Regions from separate parts of the Mus musculus genome. Here all the other regions are linked to region 3. Evidence: chromatin contacts called from public ChIA-PET and HiChIP or PLAC-seq data. All regions are on one chromosome and are shown on one strand. The core of a region is the stretch at or near the end of the contact, and the rest is flanking DNA. Distances in the headings are between cores, read along the strand shown. Region 1 overlaps Dnah6 (dynein, axonemal, heavy chain 6). Region 2 has its middle 13 kb from the start of Gm31547. Region 3 holds the start of Suclg1 (succinate-CoA ligase, GDP-forming, alpha subunit). Region 4 overlaps Dnah6 (dynein, axonemal, heavy chain 6).

What was found. ChIA-PET counts read pairs in DNA pulled down with a chosen protein or histone mark. HiChIP or PLAC-seq counts read pairs in DNA pulled down with a chosen protein or histone mark.
Region 1: a contact with region 3 is called in an H3K4me3 HiChIP or PLAC-seq map of bone marrow-derived macrophages, with 2.9 times the contacts expected there. The contact joins the enhancer-like site here to the promoter of Suclg1 in region 3. A contact is called at or near these places in 4 of 39 promoter capture datasets (cranial neural crest, embryonic stem cells, hippocampal neurons and 1 more), 1 of 15 datasets of contacts at CTCF or cohesin (the NIH/3T3 cell line), 29 of 484 Hi-C or Micro-C datasets (the AML12 cell line, B cells, the C2C12 cell line and 20 more), 10 of 115 datasets of contacts at active chromatin or transcription factors (bone marrow-derived macrophages, embryonic stem cells, stem cell-derived neural progenitor cells and 1 more) and 2 of 9 other capture datasets (embryonic stem cells and liver).
Region 2: a contact with region 3 is called in an RNA polymerase II ChIA-PET map of memory CD8 T cells, with 160 read pairs. The contact joins the enhancer-like site here to the promoter of Suclg1 in region 3. A contact is called at or near these places in 2 of 39 promoter capture datasets (neural stem cells and stem cell-derived epiblast-like cells), 1 of 15 datasets of contacts at CTCF or cohesin (the NIH/3T3 cell line), 11 of 115 datasets of contacts at active chromatin or transcription factors (bone marrow-derived macrophages, effector CD8 T cells, embryonic stem cells and 3 more) and 3 of 9 other capture datasets (adipose tissue, embryonic stem cells and pancreatic islet).
Region 4: an H3K27ac HiChIP or PLAC-seq map of acute myeloid leukemia shows a contact between it and region 3, with 2.2 times the contacts expected there. The contact joins the enhancer-like site here to the promoter of Suclg1 in region 3. A contact is called at or near these places in 2 of 39 promoter capture datasets (stem cell-derived epiblast-like cells and trophoblast stem cells), 1 of 15 datasets of contacts at CTCF or cohesin (the NIH/3T3 cell line), 12 of 484 Hi-C or Micro-C datasets (the BV-2 cell line, the F1.1 cell line, the G1E-ER4 cell line and 8 more), 9 of 115 datasets of contacts at active chromatin or transcription factors (acute myeloid leukemia, bone marrow-derived macrophages, embryonic stem cells and 1 more) and 1 of 9 other capture datasets (embryonic stem cells).

What each region holds. Positions count from the first base shown.
Region 1 is chr6:73,017,741-73,020,879 of GRCm38.p6, forward strand. It overlaps Dnah6 (dynein, axonemal, heavy chain 6), which reads right to left. Exons shown (of 77, transcript NM_001164669.1): 77 at 1-105. The coding sequence ends at 2. Gm20560 (a long non-coding RNA gene) reads left to right here. Exons shown (of 4, transcript XR_001785283.2): 2 at 1-69. Among named protein-coding and RNA genes, the nearest start is that of Gm20560, 7.4 kb to the left of the region's middle. Within about 2 kb of position 1,316, at least 5 of the 459 cell types and tissues checked have an H3K27ac peak or open chromatin away from gene starts, as enhancers often do. A contact at or near this core is called in bone marrow-derived macrophages, where this site is marked.
Region 2 is chr6:72,992,362-72,995,242 of GRCm38.p6, forward strand. No RefSeq gene overlaps it. Among named protein-coding and RNA genes, the nearest start is that of Gm31547, 13 kb to the right of the region's middle. Within about 2 kb of position 1,565, at least 62 of the 459 cell types and tissues checked have an H3K27ac peak or open chromatin away from gene starts, as enhancers often do. A contact at or near this core is called in effector CD8 T cells and memory CD8 T cells, where this site is marked.
Region 3 is chr6:73,247,019-73,249,907 of GRCm38.p6, forward strand. It overlaps Suclg1 (succinate-CoA ligase, GDP-forming, alpha subunit), which reads left to right and starts at 1,487. Exons shown (of 9, transcript NM_019879.3): 1 at 1,487-1,735. The coding sequence starts at 1,639. Gm38834 (a long non-coding RNA gene) reads left to right here and starts at 1,745. Exons shown (of 2, transcript XR_869182.3): 1 at 1,745-2,365.
Region 4 is chr6:73,058,512-73,061,449 of GRCm38.p6, forward strand. Dnah6 (dynein, axonemal, heavy chain 6) reads right to left here. Exons shown (of 77, transcript NM_001164669.1): 61 at 1,556-1,789. Among named protein-coding and RNA genes, the nearest start is that of Gm20560, 48 kb to the left of the region's middle. Within about 2 kb of position 1,445, at least 11 of the 459 cell types and tissues checked have an H3K27ac peak or open chromatin away from gene starts, as enhancers often do. A contact at or near this core is called in the HPC-7 cell line and acute myeloid leukemia, where this site is marked.

The DNA.
Region 1 (3,139 bases), core at 66-2,565, 230 kb before region 3:
CTTACTCACTCAGCTGGCAGAGCAACGCTGACCCCTTGGAGATCCAGTAATCACTGATCCTCTTGGAGGGTAAGAGGACAGTCACCACAAAGTTGGTTGAATGGCCTGAGAAATGATATGGGGGTGGTGGTGGGGTGGTGGGAGGGTGGGGGTGGTGGTGGGGGTGGGGTGGTGGGGGTGGGCAGGGTGGGAAAGAAGAGATGTTATTTAAACAGTAACCTCTGGATTCACGGAGATAAGATTACTGAGAGTCAAGAGGCTCTAGCTCCAGACCTGGCTGAACCTGAAGATGCTGGGCACAGCCCTCTGAAGGTTCTAGTTTTGGGCGATAAGAAAGGAGATTTTGGAATACATGGTGCTTTGAGGCCTCTCTGGCTTAGAGCTTATATCTTCCTGAGTATGTTTCAGGTTTTCTGTAGGTTGAACCTAGGAGCATTGGGCTGAGATTCAGGCCTGACTTAGGGGTTTCTAATGGTAGGTAGGGCATCTATACATGTGGTCGTCTATTTATCTGCCCTTCCTTCACTCCATCCTACACTGGAAAACTCTTGGGCTCCTGGGATGAACAGGTACGGGGACAGGCATTTTGTCTTCAGTGTGTAACCGTTCTGTGCAGCAAGTCACTCTTCAGGAGTTCTTTCCCTTCTGTGGCTGTCTACGGGGCCACTGAGAAGAAGATGGTGCCCTCGGATGGCGATGGCTCCTTCTGCACCACTCTCTCAGATTCCATCGGTGTGGAATGGACATCAGGGAAGGCAGCCTCGGACCCAGCAGAGGGTGCCTCTACCTTTTCACCTTTCTGGCCCATTGGATTCCTGGCTTTCCAGTGCCACAGCATGGCAAGCCGCTCTAGACACCTTCCCTGTGTATTTACTGGTTTTATGCAGTCCAGAAATTTGTCTCCATGCTTCTATGGGTGCCGGCCCAATGCAGGCAATCAGTGCCTGGAGTATGTGAGGCCTTCCCTGGGTCTGGAGGAAGACTCAGGATACAACTAAACCCCTGCATCCACTGACTGGGTTTAAGCAGAATCAATTCCCTGTTGGCCAGAAATGAGTGTAGCTGCCTTCCAAAATCCCCTCCCACTCAACCTCCCGGCGCCCTACTAAGGGATTTACTGTCCAATCTGCTTGGCTCACAGTTAGACAAGAAGCACCTCCAAGGGGTAGATGATTGGGACAGACATGTGTGTGTGTCTCATGTCACGTGCCCTACGCCGACATCCTGGAGGGCTGATGTCAGAGGTCTTGTGCTTCTGACAAACAGGATGGCCATGACACACATGCTGTGTAGTGGACTGCCGTTCAAGAAAGCAAAGGCTGGCTGCTTACTACAGAGGGATGGAGCGTGACTGGAAGGTTAAGGACAGTGCTGGGCAGGCATAGACATGTGGATCTCTATGAGCTGGAGGCCCAGCTTGGACTACGTGGCAGGTTCCAAACTGCCAGGGCTACGTAGTGATAGTGAGACCGGCTCAAAACAGATGGATGGATGAATGAGAAAGAAAAGGATGCAGAAATAAAGGCTGTGTTCCCACAGAAGGGATTTAATGGGCTTTAGAACTACAGAACCTGCTCACCAAAGCTGCTGTCTGCAGGCAGGACCAGGGCCTGCACCGCAGGGGCTTAGCTGAACTTACTCTGGGGGTGGATGGGGACCCCTTAGTGAGGAAACATGTTTTACATCTGAGAATAATTCAGGTGTTCATCACAATGGGAACCTGCTTTCGTCCTTCTTCATGCTGCTACAGTTAACAAGAGACTTGGACCGCCTTTAATTCAGCTTGCCTTGAAAACAGTACTATTGTGTTGTTCTAAACCAGACTGAGAAATTGTTAGAGCGCTCTCAGAGGTTAGCTGGGTTCACTGTTCATGTTTGATCATGCTTAGCTTTTCTTTTTTTGTGGAAAAAAAAATTAAAGCATAAATGGTCCTTCCTTATCCATCTCATGATACACACTTCACATGCCTTGTAGATTATTTTGAAGAAATATTACGTAAAAACTTTTGCTGCATCTATTTTGGTATGTGTCTCTAAATCCTGACTATTAAAGGCACAAATATCATAGCTAAAATATTACTTTCTAAGAGCTGTTCAAATTTTTCTAGTGTGCATACATACATGTATAAACTCATTATACACACACACTGTATGTATATATATGCATATATATACACACACACACATATATATATACACACATATATATATACACACATATATATATACACATATATATATATATATACACACATATATATATGTATATGTTATATTGGTACTTGACAGTTACTTAGATTCAGAGTTTAAATAAGGGCCACACTCCACAGCAATGATGTGTGTCCTAAATCACTTTTAACAATAAATTAAAATTGTAACTATAAATCTGCCTCTTTGCCACTCACTACAATATATTTGTTGACACAAACAGGTTGGTTCCACTAGGAGTCCCAGAATCTCCTATCTTTGTGAAGGAAGAAGGTTTAGGCACAGGGATGAGCTCACGCTCAGGTTTAAACGCCCTCTTCTGGCCAAAAGACGCTACTACATTTACTCACATGTATACTATTACATAAAATAAAATGTACACTATTACATAAAAATAAAATTTTATATTAAATCATTGGTAGACACTTGAAGCTTAATAACCAATTTTTAAAATGCTTAACCAACCCCTAATGGAATGGTTTTAATAATTGCCACATCCTAAAAAGTCAATCAGATGCTCACCCGCTTCCTGATGGAGGTCCAGGCCACTGTAAAATGTTCCATTCTCTCTTAGCATCATGTGGGCCTTGGGGACCAGACTCAGGTTGTTAGGCTTGGTGACGAGAGCCTTTACCACTGAGCCCTCGCCCCGGCTCACATCTCATGTCATATGTTTTCTTTCTCTCCGCTTCCATTTTGTAGGACTGCAGCCCAGGCCCACTCGGAGTTTTGGAACCCAGCTTTTTCCACTTAGTTCATTTTAAAACCGCTTTTCTATGATAGACCAGACTGGCCTTGAATTTACGGAGGTCTGCCTGCCTCTGCTGGGGTTAAAGGTGTGTGCCACCTTGCCCAGCAACATTTGGGTTTTGATTGAAGTTTTTATTTAGTTATTATGTGTACAATTAGAAAGTATTCATTTATTTTTATG
Region 2 (2,881 bases), core at 315-2,814, 250 kb before region 3:
TGGCTTAAGCATTAGAGAGGTCTGAGCCTTACCTGGCTTCAGGTATTACAGGATTTTTTTTTTCCTGAACATTTGTTAGCTTGCATCTATCTGTTCTTTAACAATATTCAAACAGGGGCTGGGGATGTAGCTCAGTTGGTAGAGCATTGGCTTAGAGCCTGCATGAAGCCTTGGGTTCTATCCCCAGCAAGGCATAAAATGGGAGTGCCTGGCAGTACATGCTGGTAATCTCAGCACGTTAGGGATACAGAAAGGAGAGTCAGCTTCCGGATCACCCTCCGCTGAATGTTTGAGGCTAGTCTAGGATGCAGAGATCAAGCCACGAACAACAAACAATCCCAACAGCACTACGAGGACAGACCCCTTGACTGATCCTTGCTTTTCTCGTCTGCTAGCTTTTCTCTTGATCTTCCTTCTTTTGGAAAGTTCTTCCCCATCTATCCACAAGCATGCCCCTTTACTTCTGTCTAGTCTTCTTGACTCACATGTTTCATGATGTGCCCTTTGCTGATCAAATTCATCCTTCTTGTCTATTTCCTTGCTTGTTTTCTCTGTAGCACTTAATCCGATCTGCTAAAAATGATGCTTGCTGCCTTCCCGTCCCAGCTACGTGATCTTGAATGGGTTCTTGTCCATTGCATTTGCATCTGTATTCTCAGTGTCTGGAAGTAATAGGTGCTCAGTGAACGTGGATGGAATGAAAAGGGGAACTCATGGCTAGTTTGTTGTGATATCACTGTGGCTGGGTGTCATTTTGGGAAAACACAGGTGCTATAGGTCCTGGGATGCAAGGAGCCAAAGGCTCCAGGTACCCCTGTGGAACCTTGCTTTTTGTTTTGTGCACTATACAGGTGTCTTACAAATCTAAGACTTGAGGGTGTGGCTTCCTGTGTCTCAGTCAGCCATAGGCAAGTCTTTCTCTTTTGAGGACTGTTGCCACGCGGTTTAGAAGGGATATGTTTTCAGTTTTGTTCTCTTTTAACTACTGAGGTTCACAGCTTTTGTTCCTAGCATGTGGGGACGGGAGTCATGCTGAAGTGGGCTAGTGGATTGTGTTTGTGGAGACAGACTGTCCTGCGGCTGAGGATCTGGGTCTGAGGGCAGCAGAGGCAGACACACCTGTTCAGTCAGTGCTCTGGGCTGGGGCTTTGGCACCCGGCAGAGGCAAGATAAGAACTGCAGATTAGAGGCCCAGAGGCTGTCTTCCTGCCTGTGTGGCTGAGGCCGTGCCTGGTAGAGCAGTATCTATAGCCCTCAGGACGGTGGCTGTGCTTCAGGAGTGAGGCAGGTGTTCTGTTTGTCAGAACAGAACTGCGTAAGTTGAAGGAGCCTGTACGGTAAGGTTCCTTTCTTTTCTCTATTTCCTTTCTCCTCCTCTTCATCCCTGACTTCCTTCCCCAATCTCATGGATCACAGGTTGGCTTCAGACTCACCGAGTATTAGAGAATGACTGAGAACTTTGGCTCTCTGGTCTCAGCCTCTCCTGCACTGCGTTACAGTGGTGTGCCACCCAACCCTGTGTTATGCATTGAGGATGTGGGGGGTATAAAATCAGGGCTTTGTGCACACCAGGCACTCTACCAACATCCAGAGCCCCCCCTCCCCCCAACTTTTTTGAGACAGCGTCTCATGTAGCCTAGACTAGCTTCAAACTTGCTATGTACTGACGTTGGCTAATCTTGAGACTGTCACTGCACTTGGCTCAGTTTATTTACTAAAATGTAACTTTTGAACTTTTACACACATGGCAGCTTTTTTTCTTCTCCCCTAGACAGGGTTTCTCTGTATAACATCCCTAGCTGTCCTGGAACTCACTATGTAGACCAAGCTGGCCTCAAAGTCACAGATATATATATACCAGCTTGGCAAATATATATTTGAATATATGAATATACAACTTTAGAGTGTTTGGAGACATGGATCAGCAGTTAAGAACATTTGCCTGTAACTCTAAGTCCAGAGGATCTGATGTCCTCCCTCTTCCGACCTCTGTGGACACTGAAACCACTCACTCACACATACATTTATATATATGTATATTACATAATCACATACATATATATATATAATACACACATACACACACACACACACTCTAGGTACAAAAAGCAGAAAAGCTTGTGAATTGTGTAAATCTAAGCTGGGACACACACACACTCTAGGTACAAAAAGCAGAAAAGCTTGTGAATTGTGTAAATCTAAGCTGGGGAAAGCTGGTACCCCAAGGCTTCACTGATGTTAGTGTAGTGTTTCTTGGGCAGGTCTCCTGGGGTCAGGAAGGGTTGCTGAGTAGAGTCTTGTAAGATCCAGGCTCAGCTAGAGCTCTTGAATGACAGTACATTGAATAAAGTTTTTTTTTTTTTTCTCTTTTGAGTTGGAACCCTGCTTTGTTACCCAGGAAGGCCCTGAATTTCTGGGCTTGAGAAATCCACCTGCCTGTTTCCAGACTAGCTGGGACTATAGATGTGTGTCACTTGGGTCGACTTAATAGAACATTAATTGCCAAAAGACAATGAATCGCAAGCACAGCCGTATGCATGGTAAGGCCTCGTGGTAAGTTCTTTAAAGCCTGTGGGCTGGCAAGATGGTTCAATGGACAGAGATGCTCAACACCAAGCCTGACAGCCTGAGTTCCATCTTTGGGACCCACATGGTGGAATGAGAGATCTGACTCTGGGAAGTTGTCCTTTGACCTCCACATATGCATCCTGATACGTGTTCCCTGCCCCCAACATTATATATAATAAACAGACAAATAAACAAATAGACAAATAAATAAGTAGAATGTAATAGAACCTGGTTCTTGGGCCACTTAATGGCAACTTTAGAGAGAGGACTGTAGATCTTTGAAAGCCTCAGTTTCTCCCCCTGCAGAGAGACA
Region 3 (2,889 bases), core at 237-2,736:
GTGCTTGCTTGCACAACAGTCTGGACTTCTTCAAGAGCGTTCTCTTGCTCCAGGCCCCACTTAAAGTTAGTAGCTTTCTGAGTCACTATGGACTGGAGTCACACACCCAAGTGAAGAGGGTGCTGCATCCAAAATCCAAACAGGCTCAGTAAACACCGTGCTTCTTTCCAGTGGGAGGGGCCAGACACAATAACTTTACAATAGAAGGATAGCTCTGCATGCCCCAAACCACTGCACTCCTAAGAATTTCACTGAGTTAGAAGGTTCTTGAATTTTGGTTGAATTTACGTGTTACCCATGAATTCAAACTGGCTGCTATCCACTACTCACTTGGTCCAATCAGCATAATGTTGTCAATATAGTGTACACACACACATATTTACAATCTATACTATATGTTATATATACTATGTATTACACATTTTGTTAAATAAATGAAACAAAATGCTTAATTATTAAGTAAAGATTCAGTGAAAAATTTCCTCCTTAAAACCATTGTTCGCGGGCTGGAGAGATGGCTCAGAGGTTAAGAACACTGGTTGTTCTTTCAGAGGTCCATGAGTTCAATTCCCAGCCACCACATGGTGGCTCACAACCAAGTGTAATGAGATCTGGTGCCCTCTTCTGGCTCACAGACATACTGCAGACAGAACACTGTACATAATAAGTAAATAAATAAATCTTTAAAAAAATGTTCACACTGGACCTATTTGGAAAGCACTGATATTTAACTTTACCACAAGGGCAGGATCTACAAGACAAGTACACATGAGAATGGTGCGAATTATAATGACGACCTTACTGAGCTAAAATAACTTTATTGATTATACTGATAAGGAATCTTAGGAACGCGGTTTTAGACAAGAAACGTGGTGCTTTGGCTCAAGGACTTGCTAAGGTTTTAAAAGAGTGGAGTGAATAATTTGTTCCAATTGGGCACAAATCCTATTTGATCTCGAGTTGTAGTCCTTAGGATTTTAGAAAGAGGCATAATTAGCATTAGTAAATAATTAGCATTAGTCGAAGGCAGTGCGCCAGTTTGTTTAATAAAGAGATTCCTGCTTCAGGAAACTGTCAGCTAAGGGGCTTTTTAATTTTAAGTATTTGGTCACTTTTCCTTTTTTCTTTTGCCGGCCACTAGTGCGGATAATTTCCGGAACCGTACAGGGAGGACAAGAGGAGTACAATCTTCTCTGTAACAGGTCAGAAAAAAACAAAGTGCAGGATCACGGTCTGGCACATAGCATTGCTGCCGGCGCCTCCCCTCAGCGTTTGTCACGGCTTTTCCTGGGCGCCCACGCCGGAGTTTAAATCGCTTCCAACCCCTTCCCTTTCAGCACGCTGCTTACTCGGAAAAAAAATACATTTCCCACAACACCACGCGCCGGCCGGGCCTCTCATGGGCTGTCCCACACATTGCCGTTATGTTTATGGTTACCCAAGCCCACATCTACTAAAGAACAGAGCTATTGTTTGCTTTTCAAACGTCATCCTTCTTGTTCTTTTCCACTTGTAACGTTCACTGTTTGAGAAGAGACTCCGAGGAGCGTAAGATATTCAGGCTACTCCTCTAGACACCTTTCTGCGCGAGCCTGAGCCCATGCCAAGGTCCCGGGGTCCTGAGAGTGTCATTGGGGGATGACCGCAACAGTAGTTGCTGCGGCTGCCACTGCAACCATGGTCTCCAGCAGCAGCGGCCTCGCCGCCGCCCGCCTGTTGTCGCGCACCTTCCTCCGTGAGTCGTGCCGGCCCGGCTCTGTCCTCCATGCTTGCGTAGACCTCGGGTTCCTGATTCTGGCCCCGGCGGTGTCCGGGCTCTTCCGGGCGGGCCCTCGGAAGGGGCGAGGGAGCCACCGGTCCAAACGCCAGTGGCAGACCTCGGGGGTGGAGGGGGCTTTGTCCGATGGGGTCGTGGATCGGCCGATGCACTTCGCAGGGCGCCCTGCAGACACGGCAACAATATCCTAGTTCCCTCGGTGACGGGGTGTGTGTGTGTGGAGGCGGGGGGGGGGGGGTGAGGTGGAGGTGGCCTCTGGGCTGGCCCTTACTTGGAGCCAAGGCTAAAGAGGTCCAGGATGAACTCTGCTGGGAGTGTGAGCCCCCGGGTTGAAGAGGTTGTAATTTGTCCCGAAAGATTCTGCACTTGGAGTTGACCGTTCTGTTGAAGTGGTAGGGCCAACGGAAAGGTGGTTTCTGCACCCAGAGTCAACGTGGCCCCGTAGGAGCTTGGAAGCTGACCAATGATGTGTCGCTCTTTACGAGACTCCAATGAACACCTCAGTTTCTGAGAACCAATCTCCCAGGGTTGCTATCCTGCAATGCTGACTCTTGAAAAGTAGTGCTGCGTTCAAAGTCTCTGTGTTAGGTACGATAGGAAACAGCTTGGGAACCGGTCATGTCGTTTTTGAAGTCTGGCCAATCATTCGTATGTGTATAATAGTCTTTTTTTAAAAAGTGATTTCTCGATGGATGTGGTGGCCCACACATTTAATTCCTGCATTTGGGAGGCAGAGGCAGGTATGCGGGTCTTTGTGAGTTCGAGGCCAGCCTGGTCTACAAAATGAGTCCCAAGAGAGCCACAGCTGTTACACAGAGAAACCCTGTCTTGAAAACAAAACGAAATGAAACAAACAAAAGCCTACTAAACAAACAAACAAACAAACATCTCTCAAGTAATAGCTTGGTTTGTGAAGCAGAGCATTGTCCTGCCTATCACTAACAGGAGAAATGATTGCCGATTAAAACTGTGATGAGTGATTGGTTGTCAGGTTTATCCAGATCTAGGAGATGTTAAGAAGTAATGAGTGGTTTGGTTTCATTGTGTAGAATAAGTGAGTCAGTTTACTGCTCAGAAATAGACACTCATGTAACACTCTTTTCTTTGTGACA
Region 4 (2,938 bases), core at 195-2,694, 190 kb before region 3:
AAATCCATGAGCCATTTTGTTGCTCCAAACATTAAAAAAAAAAATCACTCACCTTTCATCTTAATTCTTTTATGAGAGAAGGAAAAGTTTAGTTTTAAAACCTTCTGAGAAATGTCTAAGTAGGATTTCTGTGCTTGCTCATTTTTGAGAGGGTCATACGATGTCGCTCTGGCTCTCCTGGAAGTTGCTATGTAGGCCAGGTTGGCCTTGAACTTAGAGATCCACCTACCTCGGCACATACCTCCATATGCTGGGATTAAAAGTGTGTGCCACTAAGCCTGGCCTTTAATTGATTAGTTAACTAGTCAATTAGTTAATGAATTAATTAATTTTGATTTCTGGATATTTTTAAAGCTTTGAATTTGATGGATTTTAAACTTCTTTTAAATATGCTACTCATGAGGAACAGCAGTAAGCAATGGAATAGACGTGGACTATAGAGGCTCAGACACATTTGGATCGGTCTCTCCCACGCGTTAATGTGTTCTGGAAAGTTCTTTAGTTTCTCCGAGCCCCCATCTGAGAAAACTCTTCACATTTGTAAGATAGTTGCCTTTCTTTTCATCTTTTAAATTGTGTGTTTGTATGTGTATGTGCACTGTGTGCAGGTACCCAGGGGCCAGAAGAGGACATTGAATCCTTTGGAGTTGGAATGGCAGGCAGTGACAGCTATCAAGTGTGAGTATTGGGAACTCAGTCTGGTCCTCTGGAGTAGTGGCAAGCACTTTGAACTACTGAACCAGCTCTTAGTTTCACAGGTAATTAAATTCTGGCTCAATGGCTATGCCTAATAACCCTTTTCTACGGCGAGGACAACGCTACACAGCAGGCAAGCTATCAACCAAATTCTACAGCCTGCTGGTTACAGTTGAGCTGTAACCTGGCCTCCTGACTATTGTCAGGTGACTGTGTGCTGTTGTGGATTGCATATGAAATGACACTCACTAGTCCTCCTGTTTGAACAGTTGGTCTCTAGTGGTCGGTACTTTGGGCAAGTGGGTTTGTAGAGGCTTTAGGAGGTAGAGTCTTGTTTTGTTTGGTTTTGCTTTGTTTTGTTTTTCGAGACAGGGTTTCTCTGTGTAGCTCTGGCTGTCCTGGAACTCACTCTGTAGACCAGGCTGGCCTCGAACTCAGAAATCCACCTGCCTCTGACTCCCAAGGGAGAGGTAGAGTCTTGCTGGAGGAAATGGGTCACTGGGGGTGGGTGGGTCCTGATGTTTACTTAACTGACTCCTAACTGATCCAGGAGAGCATTCAAACTCACACAGATGTTATCACTTACAGCCACATGTTGCTTTCAACCTTTTAGCCTGCTCCACTTCTAGCCCTTGCTCTGCTTCCTGACTATGGATACAAAGTGATCACGCGCTTCCTGCTACAACCACCCCCTCCCCAGTGATAGACTTGTGTGCCCTTTGTTGAGTTCTAGTGAACACTTCCTCAAATTGCTTCCTGTCAAGTATTGGTCACTCTCTGGTCACAACAGTAAGAGAAGTAACACATAGGTTAATAGGTGGGAGGGCATCCCCCACCCCCTTTGGTGCGTCCCAGGTACCTTCTCCATCCCTGCAGAACCTCGGAGGAAGAAATTCCACTCGGCCTCCGTTAGCTGCTCATGCTCGCGCATGATGTCAACACAGAGCATGAAGCTGTAGATGAGTTTGTGCTGCTCGAAGAGTCCCCGAGACACATTGGTGTAGGCAGTGAGGAGGGTCTGCTGCAGGAGGATTTTCAGGCGTTCATGCAGGTTGTCACTCTTCTCAGATGTTTCGATTGTTGTGTTGAACAACTGAGGAAGGAAGGTTTTGACAAGCTTGCTGTGAAGCAAAAACTCCAGTTCCTCCCCTCTTTCCCATTTTGACATTCACTGAGCCATGTGACAAGCAAACACTGGAGAAAAACAAATCTAGATCTCAACGCAGTGTGTGAGATTCGTCTTCGGCACCACCCCCACCTCACTTTAAAGAAATGGACCAAAGACAGACTCTTAATGATGCTCATAACACGGAATTCGGCAGCAGCTTCCTTCACATCAACAACTCACACTGTAAACTCTCTACCTGTTCAGTCATCCTGTCGGCCCAGGAGGCTGACTTTAAAGGAGCCTCCCATCCTACTTCCTGTCTGGAGGTTGTGAAAGTAGCTCCCATGCTCAAAGATGTCCCATTCTACTGGGAAGGCAGTGGAGATGGTGGTGCTTCAGGACGAGGGATGGGAGGTTGGAGATGGCCCTATGCATTTCTGGTGACATCTGAGCCAGGTCCACGTGCTCCCTGGTTAGCAGGGCTTAGGGCAAGAACAGTGCTATTGTAGACAACTGTGATAGCCCCTTGTCATTCTGGTTGGTGAATTACTAGCATGGTTATTTTGATGCCCTCACAAGGCAAGAGGAGGCCACTTTGAGTTAGTGTTCTTTCAGTGCTGGGGATGGAACCTTGACGTGTGGGCAAGAGCTCTACTTCCAAGCTCTCTTCAGTCCCAGACTTCCTGAGACAGGCTCAGGCTAACACAGTCCAGGCTTGCCTCGAGCTTACTAGGTAGTACAAGCTGTCCTTAAGCTCAAATGTCTTCTGTCTCAGCCTCTCCCAAGTGAAGCCTCTCTCACTATATGACTATAGTGTGCTCCACCGTGCCTAGCAGTAATGGGAGATAGGACTTTTTTTGTTGGTGGGGGGTACTGAACCTCAGGTCTCACACATGCTAGGATAAACACTCTTACCACTGAGCCTTGTGCCCCAGACAGTGAGTTTTCTTTAAAAGCCTGGGAAGTTGCACCGACGGGTGAGAGCTCAGGGAAATGTAGTGTCTTTGGTGCCAAAAATAAAACATTAAATTGTAGAGCACCCTAAAGGATTTTAGTGTGAAATGAATTTACGTCTGGCTAATGGGAAGGATTAGGAGGCGTGGGTGTTTCAAAAGTTCTCCCCTTCCCAGGCAG